Regions from separate parts of the Macaca mulatta genome. Here region 2 is linked to region 1. The links are chromatin contacts, called in public Hi-C maps. All regions are on one chromosome and are shown on one strand. The core of a region is the stretch at or near the end of the contact, and the rest is flanking DNA. Distances in the headings are between cores, read along the strand shown. Region 1 holds the start of NEK2 (NIMA related kinase 2). Region 2 holds the start of LPGAT1 (lysophosphatidylglycerol acyltransferase 1).

Region 1 (3,343 bases), core at 238-2,737:
GTAGTCCCAGCTACTCGGGAGGCTGAGGCAGGAGAATGGCGTGAACCTGGGAGGCGGGGCTTGCAGTGAGCTGAGATCCGGCCACTGCACTCCAGCCTGGGTGACAGAGCGAGACTCCGTCTCAAAACAAAAAAAAAAAAAAAAAAAAAAAAAAAAATCAGGTTTCTTTTAATCCTATGCCAAATAGATATTTAAAGAAAACTGGCCTGTTTATGCATTGCCAAATTATTAGCTTTCTGGTAATGTACGTATTTCTCCAACAAGCCCTGGATGGAGGCCTCTAGGTGCTCCTTCCCTGGTAAACATGGGACTGTTCATTTGGCTGCGTAAGCTGGGAAAGTTGGTTTGTGTGGGTGCCTAAAAAAGAATCTGTGTTCAATGAAGTATTGTCAATAGGGTGAATTATGTGTTTGGCACACATAAACGGGACAAGATGTGTAAAGTGCTTGGTCAGAGAGCGACTGTATTTCTTCTTCTTCTTTTTTTTTTTTTGGAGACTGGGTCTCACTGTGTCACTCAGGCTGGAGTGCAGTGGCACAATCTCTGCTCACTGTAACCTCTGCCTCCCGGGTTCAAGCAGTTCCTCATGACTCAGCCACCCAAGAAGCTGGGATTACAGACATGCACCCCCATGCTCGGTTAATTTTTTTTTTCTTCATTTTTAGTAGAGACGGGGTTTCGCCATGTTGGCCAGGCTGGTCTTGAACTCTTGGCCTCAAGCAATCCCAATCCGCCTGCCTCGGCCTCCCAAAGTGCTAGGATTATAGGCGTGAGCCACAGCGCCCGGCCTAATTTTCGTATTTTCAGTAGAGACGAGGTTTGCTATATTGCCCAGGCTGGTCTGAACTCCTGGGCTCAAGCGTTCCACCCACCTCGGCTTCCCAAAGTGCTAGGGTTACGGGCGAGGGTGAGTCACGGCGCCCAGTCTAATTTCTAATTTGTATTCAGCTCTCAGCGTGTCCTCAACGTGACCCCACCCAGGTTCAGGGTACTGGAACCTGAGCGAGGAAGGCGTGTTCTGGGGAGAGTAGGTAGTGTGAGGGGCCAGAGTGCAAAGGTCAGAAGGCATTTGGTGGAAGCTGTGTGCAAAGAAGCCTGAGGGGAGGTCCTTCGATCTCGGTTACCTTGGCGATCTCTACCAGAGGGTTAGAGTTGCCAAGAGGCGCCTGCTGCCGCTTCCTTTCTCCCGCCCTCCCTTTGGTTTAGCTCCGCCCTCTGCTCCCACAGGTTAAAAGCAGACGCCGACGCGGTTGCCTAGTGACACTTTTCCCAAGATGCCTAGGGTATTGTTGTGTTCTTCTTAGCCAATCAGAGAGGCGAAGCGGGCCCACCGCCTGCCAATAGACTGCGAGATCAGGGCCCGCGACAGTTAAACGGGGCCGAAGGCAAGGGTGACTGGTTAGCGCTGCTCGGGGGCTTCTCCGTGCTGGTCCCTGAAGCTCCCGGTCCCGGTCCCTGGAGCTCCGCATTTGGGGGCGCAACCTGCGTGAGGCAGCGCGACTCTGGCGGCTGGCCGGCCATGCCGTCCCGGGCTGAGGACTATGAAGTGTTATACACCATTGGCACAGGCTCCTATGGCCGCTGCCAGAAGATCCGGAGGAAGAGTGACGGCAAGGTGAGCGTGGTCCCTTCCCTGTGCCAGCCTCTGCTTAGGGGCGAGCGCCCTGCGCCACCGAAGGGAACCGAGAGGGCTGGGGAAGTGGGTGCCCGGAAGACTCAGCCGTCTTTACTGAGTCTGCATCTGACAGCCTGTCCTGGGTCGCTTAAAGGATGGGAGACCGCGTCTTTTGATATATGTATTTCCATCTTTTCCCGTTTCTCTCCCCATTTCTCTCTTCTGCTTTGGGTTGCTAAGGACCTTCCATTGGTGACACGTAGCTAACTCCTGAGCTGTTTTTAGAGCTCTAAGAGTGGCCCTCTCAGACACAAGAAAGGGGCAGGACCACCAGAACCCGAAGCTTTGTATCTGCAGTCAGACTCCCTCAAAATACCCATTATTCGGATTATTGGATTCATATTTCCCAATGTATACAGGTAGACCTTTTACAGAAAGTAATATTGGACAGGAAACTGCCTGGCTGCTTTTCCAAGGTGTCTCATCCTGGGAAAACACGACTGAGGTGGAATGGGGCAGGGACTTTGACCACCTCCACCCCAATTTTGACTAAAGTACCTTTTTGCCAACTTCCCACTAACCAACTGAGGGTAGGGGTTGGGGGAGACCTCATGTGCCTTATTCCCCTTTATCTCCCTACAATATCATTTACTGCTTAGAAATTGAAAGAAGATTATGGAAGTAAACTCACAGTTCCTTAAGTTCATTGAACTAAATTAGATAATGACCTTGATTGTAGGATATAATTAAAAGGAAGGTTATTTTTTAAATCTTGGAACTTTCATTCTTTGTTTTTGAGCGTAATGAGTTCATTCATACCTTGGAAATTCTTATTTTAGATATTAGTTTGGAAAGAACTTGACTATGGCTCCATGACAGAAACTGAGAAACAGATGCTTGTTTCTGAAGTGAATTTGCTTCGTGAACTGAAACATCCAAACATCGTTCGTTACTATGATCGAATTATTGACCGGACCAACACAACACTGTACATTGTAATGGAATATTGTGAAGGAGGGGATCTGGCTAGTGTAATTACAAAGGGAACCAAGGAAAGGTAAGCATAATCTTTTAAAAATGTAAGCTGAAATTAGGTCTACTTTCATTTATTTTAAGCATCTTGTTTTAGGATCAGTAATATGGAAGAGTATACTTGCATTTGTTTGGTAGGTCCATAGTACTTTAGAAAATTCCCGGTGAATCAACACCCATATTTTATATCAAAATAACAATCTATAGGCTGAGTGTGGTGGCTCACACCTGTCATCCCAACACTTTGGAAGGCCGATGCAGGAGGATCACTTGAGCCCAGGATTTCAAGATCAGCCTGGGCAACATAGTAGGACCCTGTTTCTACAAGAATTAGCCAGGTATGGTGACATGTGCCTGTAGTCTAAGCTACTTGGGAGGCTGAGGCAAGAGGATTGCTTGAGCCTGGGAGGTCGAGGCTGCAGTGAGCCATGATCGTGCCACTGCATTCCAGCCAGGGTGACAGAGCAAGGCTCTGTCTCAAAAAATATAAATAAATAAATAAATAATTGATTTCCCTATTAGTACACTGGATAATTTATATCATCCCATCTTGGCAACGATTTTTTTTTTTTTTTAGAAGTTATATGCTGTATAACTGTTTTGGTTTCAGGCAATACTTAGATGAAGAGTTTGTTCTTCGAGTGATGACTCAGTTGACTCTGGCCCTGAAGGAATGCCACAGACGAAGTGATGGTG
Region 2 (3,343 bases), core at 234-2,733, 160 kb before region 1:
CTCTTTGGTAGACACTTCAAGTGTTGTTTTTGTACACTAAAGAGCCAGAGGTCCTGCCCAACCTCTGGCTCTTTTCTGAGCCTGAAAATGAGTTCTGGGCCTGGTACTAATTGCATTTCATCAAGTGCTGCTTGTGTCTGGTCCTCTGGCAGATGGTCCCTGATCCAGGAATCACGTGTAAATCCCATTGTAGGTTATCTCTCTCCAGGTGTCAGCCAACGTTTATGCAGCATGTTGGAAAACTGAATGGGATGGACCAGATGGAATCCTTAGAGTTTATTCTTGATTCTGGAAATAAATATGTGCCTCACCTATCTTACTTAAGAATGACATATTTTGAACAATAAAGTATATATATTATCTCTCTCATGAGATTTATTTAAAGATCTTACTACCTTGTCAATAGAGAATGTAAGGAATAGAATGGGGCGTATCTTTCCGGAACTGAAATTAGAGAAAGTTGAGAGTCCACAGCAAACCCTGTGATGAACATTTTCAAAGCAGGCAGAATACGTGGCATTCTGATTCAAATATGGCAGTTCCCTAAGGAGTGTAAAATCTGCCTGCCCCTACCCCCTCCATTTACAAATGTGCTTAAGGGACACAAGGTTTTATAAACAGGGTTTTTAAAAACTGAAATCTAGGCAGATCATTTAAGAATGTTCATGGGTAGGTCAATGGACTATTTCTCTATTTTCTTTCAGGTGGTCCAGCCTTTGAACCAGAATGCAGCTGTAGTATCCCAAGTGACGGGGTCTGCCTAGGAGTTCCCATGGCCACCGTTTTTTGTGGTTTAGGTTTTTCTTTTTATTGGTGGGGCGGGGGGCGGGTGAGTACTTACTTAAACCTAGGCACTTGGCTGTTTTTTCCTTCTTGACTAGCCAGATTTCAGTTTCTCTGTGTAGGCCATTCATTCCCACTGAATTTCTTGGTGGGGTGGTGGGGGCGGGGGCGATGAATGGGAAAGCGGAATTGCCATTAATGTTCCAGCTGCTTTCCTGAAACAAGACTTTTGACCCTAAAAAGAATGAATTTGAAACTCTAGACAATAATACTCCGCAGAGGTTAAGAAGAAAAGCCATGAGTGCAACTGGGTTTCATTAAGAATGATCAAGAGGACATTTAGTCTTCAAGGAGACAGGTTCCTAGTTTGGGCAGAGAAGAGAGCCCTAACAATGAAAGGCGGCCGTGTTGGCTGAAAGGGGGCTCTCAACTGAAACCAAGGCACTCCCGGGGTGTGAGGATGGGTGTTCATTCCTAGACATTTCCGAGCGGCCCTTTCCCTCAGTATGTTCTGGACTCATTGAGGTCCTGGCCGAGCGTCCAGGTAGCCCCGAGGGCCCCGACTCCCTGGCGAAGGGGTAGGGGGCGCGGGCCAAGCGAGGCAAGCGGGCCAGGCAGCTGCGGCCGCGCTTTCCTTAGAGGGCGCTGTGGGGGCGGCTCCGCCGCAGTCCCGACTCCCGCCGCTTCCTCCCGCCGCCCCTCCCCGCCAGTCCCGGCGAACGCGGCCGGGCCCTTGGGAACCGAGTCTCGGCGCCACCGGGGAACGGGCGCGGGCCGCGCCACAGCCGGAGCGGGGCAGGGCCCCGCCGCCGCCTTCTTCCGCCGGCTCCGCCGCCGGCCATGCATTCTTCCGGCTCCTCTGACTCCCAAAGCCCCGGCCGGGGCCCGGCCAGCCCGAGGTAACCCCCGGCTCGGCGGCCGCAGGCCCCGGAGCGGCAGCGAAGCCGAACCAGGGGAGGCGCTGGGGGCGGGAAAGGGGGTGTCGCCGTCGCGTGGCCCGGGCAAGCGGCAGCGGCCTGAGGGACGAGGGCGCGGTAGGCCCCGGGGAGGAGGCGGGGGCGCGGGGCATCCGCCCGCCTCCCTGGGACCCGCCCCGGTGACAGGTCCGGCCTCTGAGTCCCCGCCGTCCCTCTGTCCGCAGGCAGTCGCGAGGGGAGTAGGGCGCCGGCGCGCCCGCTCGCGCCGCTCCTCGGGCCGCCTGGGTCGCCGCCGCGTCCATGACCGCGACCCCTCGGCGGGGGACACCCGCCCCCGCGCTCCGCAGCCGCCCGCCGTCCGCGCCCGCCGAGGTGAGCCCAGCGCGCGGGCCGCGCCCGCCGCCACGACCCTTCCACATCCGCGGAAACCGCTGCAGGCTCCACCGGCCCCCCCGCGCTGCGGTCGCCTCTTCTTCTTTGCTCCTTTCATCATCCCTCGCTTCCCTGCCCTCTGGTCGGAGATCTCATTCCCTTCATCCCCAGTTCCTTGGCTTTTACCTCTTTCTGGCTTTTGCTCCCCTCCCCCTACTCCTGTCCTTCCTCTTTTTCGCCTTATAACCCCCTACTTTCTTCCTCTCACCTTTTAAGCTTTTTTTTCTAGGCCCCCCATTTTTTTCTTTAAAAAAAAAAGGAAAAGAAAAACCCTTTTGCTACAAATGAGAATTTTGAGGGTAACTCTTCGCTAGAGCCAGAGACCTTTTAAAGGACTGCATCAGTGTGCAGGAATTGTGGTGGTGAGGAGACCGAGGTCCTCAGTATTTGGGAAATCTGATCGAGAGGACTCTGTTTCAGTCATGTCCCTCATGTCTTCAGTTTGGATATCATGAGGGTGTCTGAAGCGAATGGATCTATTTTTCTAAGTCCAATAGACGACTGCAGTGAGACACAGTGCGGGGACGGTCACCAATTACTGAATGGGAATTGTGTTATCATTTGCTAAATATATTGTGACATACTCCGTGCCTCGGTGAACAGCTCCCTTGACCTTGTGCGGCTCCTCCTCCCTAGCTCTCTGTCCCCCTCTGGAATTTCCCCTGAGAGATCACCGAGGTCCTACACCCGGAAAGCTTCGACCCTCGCTTTTTTATTTTGTGCTGGGGGCAATTTCTATGTTGGTGACTGTTTAGATATGTTTCATGCATTTTCCTTTTTAAGTTAATTTTCTTTCACCCCAGAAAGACAGGACGGAGTCCAATGTGAGAATGGCTATGACTTTGGAAGAAGCTCCGTGGCTGGGCTGGCTCTTGGTGAAAGCACTGATGAGGTTTGCCTTCATGGTCGCCAACAACCTGGTTGCTATTCCATCCTACATCTGCTATGTAATTATACTCCAGCCCCTTCGAGTGCTGGACAGTAAGCGGTTCTGGTATATCGAAGGAATCATGTATAAATGGCTTTTAGGAATGGTGGCTTCCTGGGGATGGTATGCTGGATATACAGGTAAGAGTGAGAACACTTTTGTTTAATGCATAAGAAAAAATCTGTCAGGAGCCATGATTAAATATATATTACATTTTGGGTTCAGGTTGCTTTCATGTCTTCACTGTTGAAAAAAAATAAAAAGAAAACAATTCTATTGGGTT

Evidence for each region. Hi-C and Micro-C count contacts between places; a contact is called where the count stands out from the background.
Region 2: a contact with region 1 is called in a Hi-C map of cortical neurons, with 4 times the contacts expected there. The contact joins the promoter of LPGAT1 here to the promoter of NEK2 in region 1. A contact is called at or near these places in 2 of 14 Hi-C or Micro-C datasets (blood and cortical neurons).

The regions. Positions count from the first base shown.
Region 1 is chr1:69,412,563-69,415,905 of T2T-MMU8v2.0, reverse strand. NEK2 (NIMA related kinase 2) reads left to right here and starts at 1,487. Exons shown (of 8, transcript NM_001258137.1): 1 at 1,487-1,615; 2 at 2,455-2,672; 3 at 3,258-3,343. The coding sequence starts at 1,520.
Region 2 is chr1:69,570,985-69,574,327 of T2T-MMU8v2.0, reverse strand. LPGAT1 (lysophosphatidylglycerol acyltransferase 1) reads left to right here and starts at 1,483. Exons shown (of 11, transcript XR_013394961.1): 1 at 1,483-1,682; 2 at 1,925-2,072; 3 at 2,936-3,200.